2 separate regions of the Mus musculus genome follow, and region 1 is linked to region 2. Evidence: chromatin contacts called from public promoter capture Hi-C data. All regions are on one chromosome and are shown on one strand. Each heading gives the region's core, a stretch centred on a gene start, on an enhancer-like site or on the middle of the called end of the contact. The rest is flanking DNA. Distances are from core to core; before and after follow the strand shown. Region 1 holds the start of AA986860 (expressed sequence AA986860). Region 2 holds the start of Lct (lactase).

Evidence for each region. Promoter capture Hi-C pulls out the DNA fragments that hold promoters and counts their contacts.
Region 1: a promoter capture Hi-C map of stem cell-derived epiblast-like cells shows a contact between it and region 2, with 5 times the contacts expected there. The contact joins the promoter of AA986860 here to the promoter of Lct in region 2. A contact is called at or near these places in 2 of 39 promoter capture datasets (hippocampal neurons and stem cell-derived epiblast-like cells).

Annotation. Positions count from the first base shown.
Region 1 is chr1:130,729,930-130,734,523 of GRCm38.p6, forward strand. AA986860 (expressed sequence AA986860) reads left to right here and starts at 2,047. Exons shown (of 4, transcript NM_177604.3): 1 at 2,047-2,294.
Region 2 is chr1:128,326,173-128,331,049 of GRCm38.p6, forward strand. Lct (lactase) reads right to left here and starts at 2,146. Exons shown (of 17, transcript NM_001081078.2): 1 at 1,486-2,146. The coding sequence starts at 2,131.

The sequences.
Region 1 (4,594 bases), core at 797-3,296, 2.4 Mb after region 2:
TTCCCACTGGGATTTTTTTTCCAAAGCATAGGCAGACTGATGCATAGCAGCTATGATGGTTGATAGTGATTGTCACTTTGACAATGCAGGGAATGAATGGCTAGGGTCCTCGTATGCAGTGAGCACAAGAGCATTCACAAATGAGCAGGAGGTACTAACTAGGCCCACCCTCCCCTAGCTGGCCACTGGTGCCTACTTGTCTCAGAACTCTGAGAGTTGAAAGATGGCAGGCAGCTATGTGAGGGTGGCTGAGCCCACCAACAAAAAAACGAGACATTTTCAAGCCCCAGGATGTTCATTTGGTAAGGCTTTACATCCTGAACCAATGTAATGGGGGCTTTGAGAAGAAATGTTAGAAGAAATCAAAGATAATATCACTCTGGGGTACTGGCCTATGAGGAAAAGATGGCCAGAATTTCTCAAAATTAGGGACTCTAAAAACCAGTTTCCTGCCAAAATTCCATGCCAGCTATTCTTGGTGTCTCTACATTAGTGTACTTAAAACTTACATTTCTCTATTCATGAAATTGTTACTACAGAATGGTGGTCTTGCTTCTTGCATCAGGATCTAGAAAACACGTTTCTGGGCATGCCTGTGGACTAGGTTAATTGAGTTGAGCCCCCCACCCACGCACACAAATACTAAATTCCAGCAGGACGATTCCGTGGATGGGACCCTGGATGACCGAGTAAAAAGGAGGAAGTAAGTCGGCCACTGGCCATCTCTGCTTCTTGACTAGGCATACAGTGTGACCAGCTGGCCGGAGCATCTACCACCAGGACCTCCCAGCACGGTGTGCCATTGAACTGAAACCCAAACAAGTCCTTCCTCCTTTACATTGCTTTCACCAGAGCATCCAGTCACAGAATCGGGAACAGTAACTGTGAAGCAAGCTGGGAGTGGACAATCTGGATTAAAATATCTGCTCTACTACTACTTGGGAAATATCAGGCATGTCATTTAACCTCCTGGTGAGGTGTGGGCTGTAAGAATTGGGCAATGCTTCTAAGTTGGAGCAAAAGTTAAATAAGACATAGAAATGCTTAAGGTAATAGCCAGCATACAGCAGGGGCTTAAACTGAGTGGTTCGTGCATGAGGTATTTTGGTTTGGTTTTTCTAATTTTTCTTTTCTTTTTGCTGCTGGCAAGTGATACACCTTTAAAAGTTGAAGGTTACTGGGGATGGCCTATATTCAGCCTATATTCAGGGAAATAGCAGAACTGCTGTCTGGCAAGTGGCCTCTGTACCTGGAGGTGATTTCTTCCAGGAAGCAGGAGGCTCCCTGACCTACTCTTTTCCATAAGCATGCCAGACATTTCCCCTCAAAAGAAGTACTTGCTAGACTGGTTGGCAGCTGACTTTATTTTTGTTTAATATCTATTGCCACCTTCTCGAAGCAGCCAAAAGGGACCAGAGACCCAAATGACAGAGTTCAAGTGCTATATCTCCTTTTTGGCTGATCAAGCTTTTTTTTTTTTTTTTAAATCCGGAAAATACCTCCTATAGGAGAGAGAGAGAGAGAGAGAGAGAGAGAGAGAGAGAGAGAGAGATTAGTTTTATTTCCCCAGAAACAAAAAAGCCAGGACAGTTGTCAGCAAGCTCTGGGGACTGGGTGACTCAGCTACATCCCTAACCTTGAGACCCTTGAAACCTCTTCTGGATATGAAACTGTCAATGACTGAGCAGTTAGAAAAGCTGGTTACAAAATTAGGCACCAGAATGGCAGGCAGTCTGGAGAATACTTTCAGCTTCAAGTGGAGGAAGGCTTGTCTAAACAACAAATCCGGTTCTCAGTGGGCCCATAGAGCGCAGCAGACTGATGCGTTCCTTTCAAGACGGAAAGTCGAGTCCCATTGATCTGCCTCCACCCTGCCAAACTCTCTTTACTCTCCTTCCACTCAGCTCAAACCAGCTCCAGCCTTCTACCACGCCTACCCTTTCTTTGTAGCAGTTCATTGGCTCTCTAAGTAAAGAGGGGGTGGGGTGGGGAGGCGGGGGCAGGAGGTGATTGACCAAGACAGAGAAGCACCTCCTGGCTGATTCCCCTCCTGAGTCCTCCCTGACTGAACAGCTGGAATGAGGAGTAGGGAGGGAAGCTAGGATTGGCTTAGAGTCAGTAGCAGGGTGTGTCCATGCAGCGCGGGTGAAGCTTTTACCTGTCTAGGTAAGTCAGGAGGAGGTCAAAGGAAGAAACCAGTAGGAGACACGGCCTGAGAGGCAAGCGGTCTCCATCTCTGCCCTCTGGAATAGAAGGGCATTACGTTCTTGTCTTCAGACCCCAACCCAGAGAAGGTGAGTCAATCACTAACCAACTATTGCTTATTCTGCAGCAAGGGAAAAGCTTTTAAGGGAAGGCAAAGCTATATATAGGGCTGTGCTGGGGAGTGCTGTAAGAGTGTCTGACCCTTTACACCGGACCTGGGGTTTTCAATCTCTGTTGATCAAATCTCTCCGTTAGCCTGAGATTTTCCAGAATTGGAATATTTTTATGGAGGACCGGGGGACATCTCTTCCGTTTCTTTATTTAACTTACATAATCATATTGAACAAACAGAAGCCAGACCCAGGCATGGTGGTATCCACCCATAATCATAGTACTCTGAAGATGGAGGATGGAAAGTTTGAAGCCAGGCTGCTGGGAAATACAGCAAGTTCCAGGCTAGCCTATCCTACCTGGAAAGACCTGACTCAAAAAAAAAAAAAAAAAAAAAAAAAAAACCAACAACAAAATCCACCTTTTCCTAGAATTTGGAAATTTCCATCTCTAGAGCACTAAGATGAAGTAGTGATTTTGAAAGGGATGGAGTGACTGGATAATTGGAGCACAGGGAGTCAAATGGAGGGGAGGGTCATGTGAGTGAGCCAGGTACCTTAGTTTTCCATTCCATTTGTAAAAGGAAATTCTCCATGGCTCAGTGTCTATCTTTATTTAAATAAGGGGTGCAGTGTGTGTGTTAGTTGATAATGGCGCACTCTGTGCAGATATGTAAAGTCTGAACCGAGCTAGATTATTTGCAAGGAGAATTGAGGCTTGGAAATATGGAGGAAACTCCAACTCCAGCTAGCATTTTATCTTTGGAAAACCCACAAATATTCTAACTCCGATCAAATTTACTCAGGGTCTACTAGCTAGTTAAATCTCTGATTTTACCTGTTGATCGATGTAGACCAAAAAAAAAAAAAAAGTTACTTGGCCATGCTGGGCCTCACCCACATTTTATTTCATCTCAACATACCAAACCTAGCCAGACTTCCAACTGGGGCTCAGGTCAGAGTGATGCGGCAGAGTCCATAGGAGTAGAGGCTTGGGTGGGGCTTATGCTTCGTGTTTCTTCAGATGTCCCTGTGGACACAAAGTGTAGCTGGAGCATCTGTCTAAAGAAGCTGCCACGGAAGTGCAGTCAGGGGAGCAATAAGCTCGCTCCCATCAGCACGGAGGTCAGCACACAGCAGCGAACTTTACCTCTGGCCTTCTGCACAGAAAGAGGAACATGGAAAGAAAGACATCAGCATGTAGCCCTAAACGACTGTATCGAGCTTCTGGTCCTGAATGCTAGAGCTTTAAGTTTTATCTTTCCCCTACTCCACAGAGCCAGCCCACTTCACTTGCTATCATGGATGATAAACTCATCAGCAGGGGCCACAGGAGTCACCTGCAATGTTTAACAAGGCTCTGCTATGCAGAGGGCATTTCTACCAAGTCCCTCCCACAAAAGCACCGGTAAAAGAGAGACTAACACTGTACACATGGTACAGATTTTAGTCTTTTGGAGCTTTTGTTAGGTGTTCTGGGTGTTCTCCAGCCAGGGCTCATTCTGCGTCAGCAACACACAGAGTCCCTTACCTAAGAGCAACTGTCCTGTGACTCCAGGATGAGTCCTTAGGAAGGCGTGCTCATAGGAGAGGATGGCGAGGAGGTCTGATTCACATAGCCTGGAACGGCACCCTGGCCCTCCTCCTCCACACCCACTGCTCCAGATGCCAGGGCTCTGTGTGCCATTTATTTACTCTCTTGCAAGGCTTGGCTAGTTTCTGAGATGTAGTTAATATTTAATGTGTCTTTGGATAGGTGGCCCTGACTATAGGCCTTGCACATTTCTTAGTTTGTTTCCCTTTTGCCCTTAAGTCTCCAAAAGAGGTCAAGGGTGAAAAGAAATGAAACTCTCACCTTGACGGTTCTGCTTGTTTCTCAGGTTTCTTATCTGGCAGAAATGCCTAGGGTTTCGATTGCTGCCCTGATACAGCACCCAAGTTTCAAGGTTATAAATTTGGTAGAAGGGCACAATGCGGCTAGGTTAGGCCGAGCCAGGGGCGGAGAGTGAGAAGGTGGTGAGAAAAGAAAGACTTCTTCTGCTCAGACTCTTTGTATCAGAAACTAGGTGTGGAAATCCTCACTCACCCCGTGACTGGGTGGTGTCAATGGCATCCTCTGCAACTGCATGTGGTGCTGTGTTTTTATTTACGGGTGTGCCGTCAGAATAACCGATCAATCTGGAAATACAAAACTGAACCAGGTAACGCACAGACTTTAAGGCATGATATAGAAGACAAGGGGATCTGGGCTCTCAGTAGCAGAGTGGCCAGTGATCCTG
Region 2 (4,877 bases), core at 896-3,395:
TGTTTTTAAATACAGGGTTTCTCTGTGTAATAGGCCTGGATGTCCTGGAATTCACTCTAGAGCAGGCTGGCCACGTACTTATAGAGAAGAACTGCCTGCCTCTGCCTCCTGAGTGTTGACATTGAAGGTGTGCACCACCACACTCGGCTAGTTTTTACATTTTTAACACAAAAATTTAAACTTCTTTATTGTTGTTTGTTTGTTTGTTTTTGAAGACAAGATCTCACTACGTGAAGTTCTGGCTGCTCTGGAACTCACTCTGTAGACCAGGCTAGCCTTGAACTCAGAGATCCACCTGCCTCTGCCTCCAAGTACTGGGATTAAAGTCTTGGGCATGATGACCAGCTAAAAAGTTAGCTTCTTTATATTCATACTATGTATAACAAAACTTTTATCATTTAAAATTGGCAGAACAGGATAGAATGACAACATTAGAGCTATGTGTGTAAATAGCAGTATGCTTTGAGGTCTCAAAGAAAGCACATATTTTAACATACTGCTTCTCTCTCTCTCTCTCTCTCTCTCTCTCTCTCCCTCTCTCTCTCTCTCTCTGCAGGGCAGGCATGGGGATCTCACTATTCAGTCATGGTTGGTCTTGAACTCGTAGAGATTTGCACACCAGGCTGACTTGGAAGTTCTAATTGTCCTGTTCAGTCTTTCAAGTATTCGATTTACAGGCGTGCACCACCACACCTGGTTAATTTCAATGTGAAGGCCCTACCAAAAAGATCTTGTCAGTGAGTGGGCAAGAATTTCTACATAGGGATACTCACTGCAACACAATTAGTTTGTTAATGGTGAAGACTGTGGGAAGAATTGTGACTTGTAACCTTCCCTTCAAAGGATACAAAAAGACAGTTGCATAGACTTGACCCTCAGGAAGGGTTTTAGAAGATAGTTTTCAAGAGACTGAAGAGACCCTCAGCAGTTAAGAGCACTGGCAGTTCTTCCAGAGGACTCAGGTCTGATTCCTAACATCCACATGGCAGTTCACAACCCTTTGTAACTCCAGTTCCAGGGGATCCAAGGGCACAGTCACCCTTATGGTGCTCAGACATACATGCAGACAAAACACCCATATACATAAAATAAAACCACACACACACACAGATAATTCACGTGCACTTAGGATATGACTTAGTGGTTGCCTGACATGCACAAGCCCTGGGTTTTAGCCTATCACTGAATAAAACTGGATGTGGTGGCATCTGCCTGTCATCTCAGAATTCAGGAGGTGAAGGAAGATAAGAGGTTCAAAGCTATCTCCTGACCACACAGTGAGCCAGCCTAGGCTACAAGAGATATTATCTCAAAGGAAGAGAAAAGATGTTTCAGACAAATGCAGGACACATTTGTGTCCCCTTTGGAAATGTTCACATTACAGATTCTCAGCAGTGCTTAGATCTGGTGGTGGGTGGGTGTGGGTGGGGATCTCCTGGAAGCGCACAGTTGGGAGGGAACATCACCATGTCAGTGTGTACTCACCCTGAGAAGAGTACTTTCTGTGGTAAACGTCAAAGGCTTTCCTGTGGGCATCGCTGAGGGTTTGGAGACCAGAAGCTTTCAAATGCTGGTGGGGAAGACCCATGATCACTTTCTCCAAGTCACTGAAGGTGAACCAGATCTCAACAAGGTCCCCAAAGGACTGAAAAGCCAATGTGGCATAATCAGCAAAGAGGTCAGCAAAGCCCCCGTCTCTCTGGATGGTGCTGGTAGGTGGCATCTGGTGGAACAGGACCACCATGGGCTGAAGCTGGGCATCCTTCAGGGACTGGAGGAGTTGTCGGTAGCACTGCACTGCTTCCTGGTCTGGATTCTTGGAGCTTCCTTTTGGGAGAAGTTGTGCCCATGACAGAAGTACTTTGTAATGGGTAACCTGGCTGGCCCGAAGACTGCTGAAGTACTGAGGCAAGAAGGAGGGCAGTGGCTGCTGGCAGACATAGATGTCAGTATCACCAGCTACCAAATCAGAGCCCTGCTTTCCCAGCGGATGGTTCAGATTGTGCACTAAGTCATTTGTTAGAGGACCAGCAGCTGAAATAAAATTTCTGTCAGATTCCCAGTCATTCCCCTGGCATGAAAGACCCAGGAGGAAGGTACTGAGGAAGAGTGCTGTCCAAGGCAGCTCCATGGTCAAGGAACTGCTAGAACGGTGTGGAAGGAATCCTGACTTTATGAGCACAGCCAAGGCTGTAAAATACAGTGATTATCCATACAATATTTAACTGGGTTATCTAGGACAGATAAATCAGAACTTGGATCAACTGGTATAACCTTCAAGGGGGAAAGTGTTCCATGTTTGTATATACATGTTTGTGTACTTGTGTGCACACACAGGCCAGAGGTAGATCTTGGCTGTCTTCCCCAACTGCTAGTTCCAGGGAACTGTCTGTCTCAGCCTCTTCAGTGCAGAATTACAGACGTTCGTCATCACAATGGAAGAAAGAAAAGGAAAACATGGGAACTTGAATAGCAGTGCTCGTCTTTAACTCGGCCAGCACTCAGGAGGTTGGGGTAAGCGGATCTCTTAAGTTTGAGGCCAGCCTAGCTTACATAGTGAGTTTCAGGCCAGCCAGAGCTAGTGAGACCCTGTCTAGAAAAAGCAAAAGTTTGACAGGGGTGGCAGTGGAAAGTTGGCCCCGTGACTTAAGAGTACTTGCTGCTTTTGCAAAGGATACAGGCTTGGTTTCTAGTATCCAAAAGGTGACTCACAAAGGGATCTGAGGCCTTCCTCTGACCACAGGCACCAGGCATGCATGGTACATATACATACGTGCAGGCAAAACACTCACACACATAAATCAATCTTGTAAAGGGGGGAAGCAACCCTTCTCTGTATACATGTGCACATAGTATGAGTGCATGAATGTGTGTATGTGTGTGTGTGTGGAGTAGGGACAGCTTTGGGAAGGCATTGTTCATCTTTCATTTTTACTTAAAAATGAAAAAAAAAATGTGTATGCATGAGCTCTACAACACCCATGAGGTCAGCTGGGTCTTTTTCTTCCATGTCAGTCCTTAGGAGCAAACTCAGGTCCTCAGGCTTGCATAAGTGCCTCAGCAGAAGTCTCATAGGCCCCCTTGCTTTCAAGCTGGGTCTTTCACTGGCTTGGAATTGGTTTTGTAGGATAGGCTGGTCTACATCTCTTCTTCCCCAGTGCAGGGATTCCAAGCATGGACTACCACATTCAAGTTTATGTGCCTTTTTTCCACACTCAGTTCCTCATGTTTGAGGGTCAAGTACTTTAACGACTGAGCTATCTCAGCAGCCAATATAGTAAGTATCAAGTTTTCATATCACATTAAAATACAATAAGGAGTTGAAAGTGTCTTTGATGACACACTGTGAGGTCAGGTGTAGTGGGGATTTCTTTATTCCTACTGCTAGGGAGGCAGGGGCATAGGTCCCAGACTATAGACTACACAGTGAAACAGCAAGATTGTCTTTAAACATATCAAAGCCTGCATTTTTCAATTTTTATTGTGTACATGCACAACAGCATGTGTGGAAGTTCAGAGATAACTTTGTAAGTGGCTTCTTGCCTTTCACCATGGGTTCTGGGAATTGAACTACAGTTGAATGGCGAGCATCTTTATCTGCTGAGCCATATCAACAAATATTTATTTAAAACAAAAATGTGCACTCAGGAGGCAGAGGCAGGCAGATTTCTGAGTTCGAGGCCAGCCTGGTCTACAGAGTGAGTTCCAGGACAGCCAGAGCTAAAAGAGAAACCCTGTCTCGAAAAACAAACAAACAAAACCAAAAATGTATGTGGATGAATGTTTTGCTTATATGCACACGTGTATCACATGCATTTCTGGTGCCTGCAGTTCCAGCCACTATGTGGGTGCCATATATTAAAAAGAAAAGAGAAAACCATGGACTCTCACTGACCTAAAACTTGCCAAGTAGTTTATCAGGCTCCAGGGATCTGCCTGCCTCTACTTCCCCAGCAACAAATTATAAGCATGAACTGCCATCTCAATTATTTGCCTGGGCCCTGTGTTGTCAATTTGCTGGGAGCTAGTCATCAGATAAGAAGTCTCAGTTGAGAAAATCCCTCCATTAGATGTGGCTGTAGGCAAGCCTAAGGGGTATTTTCTTAATTAGGGATTCATGAGGGAGGGCCCAGCCCATGGTGAGTACTGCCCAGGGTTCCTAGAGGCCAAGCAAGCCACAGGGATGGAGCTAGTAATAAGCACCCACCCATGGCTTCTGCCTCCAGGAGCCTGCTGCTTTAGCATTCCTGTCCTGACTTTCTTATGAACAGTGCTGAAGTGTAAACCAGATAAACTCTTTCTGGCCCTACTTGCTCTTTGGTAATAGTGTTTCATCACAGCAACAGTAACCACAAGACAAGCCCATAATCACTTTATGATTGGGCTTTCTCCTTAGCCCTTTTTGAGAGTCTCCTCTGTAGCTCTGGAACTCAGTATGTAGAGCAAGCTTGCCTTGAACCCAGAGATCCAGCCACATGTCCCTGTCTCTCCAAGTGCTGGCACCACGATGCCAACTATTCCTTCTGAGATAGGTGTCCTTGGCCAGGTTAACTGAAATTCTAGTCTCATTTGTCTACCTTAGACATCTAATAGCTGGGACTACAGTCATGCTAACACACCTGGCTCACATAATAGAAATGCTTGCTCTAATTGGCCATCTGGCTCCAGAATGCCACCTGTTGTTCAAGGTTGTGACAGGAAGACATATCAGAAACAACAAGTTACAAGGAAAGGCTCATGTACTGTTGGAATGATAAACTTTCAGTATTTTTCTTTAGAAAAAAACCAAAAATGTTGGCAACGAGACGCGAAGTCAAGCCTGATGGCAGGCTCCAACCTAGGGACCCACATAGCAACTTGTCCTGGGCCTGTACAGA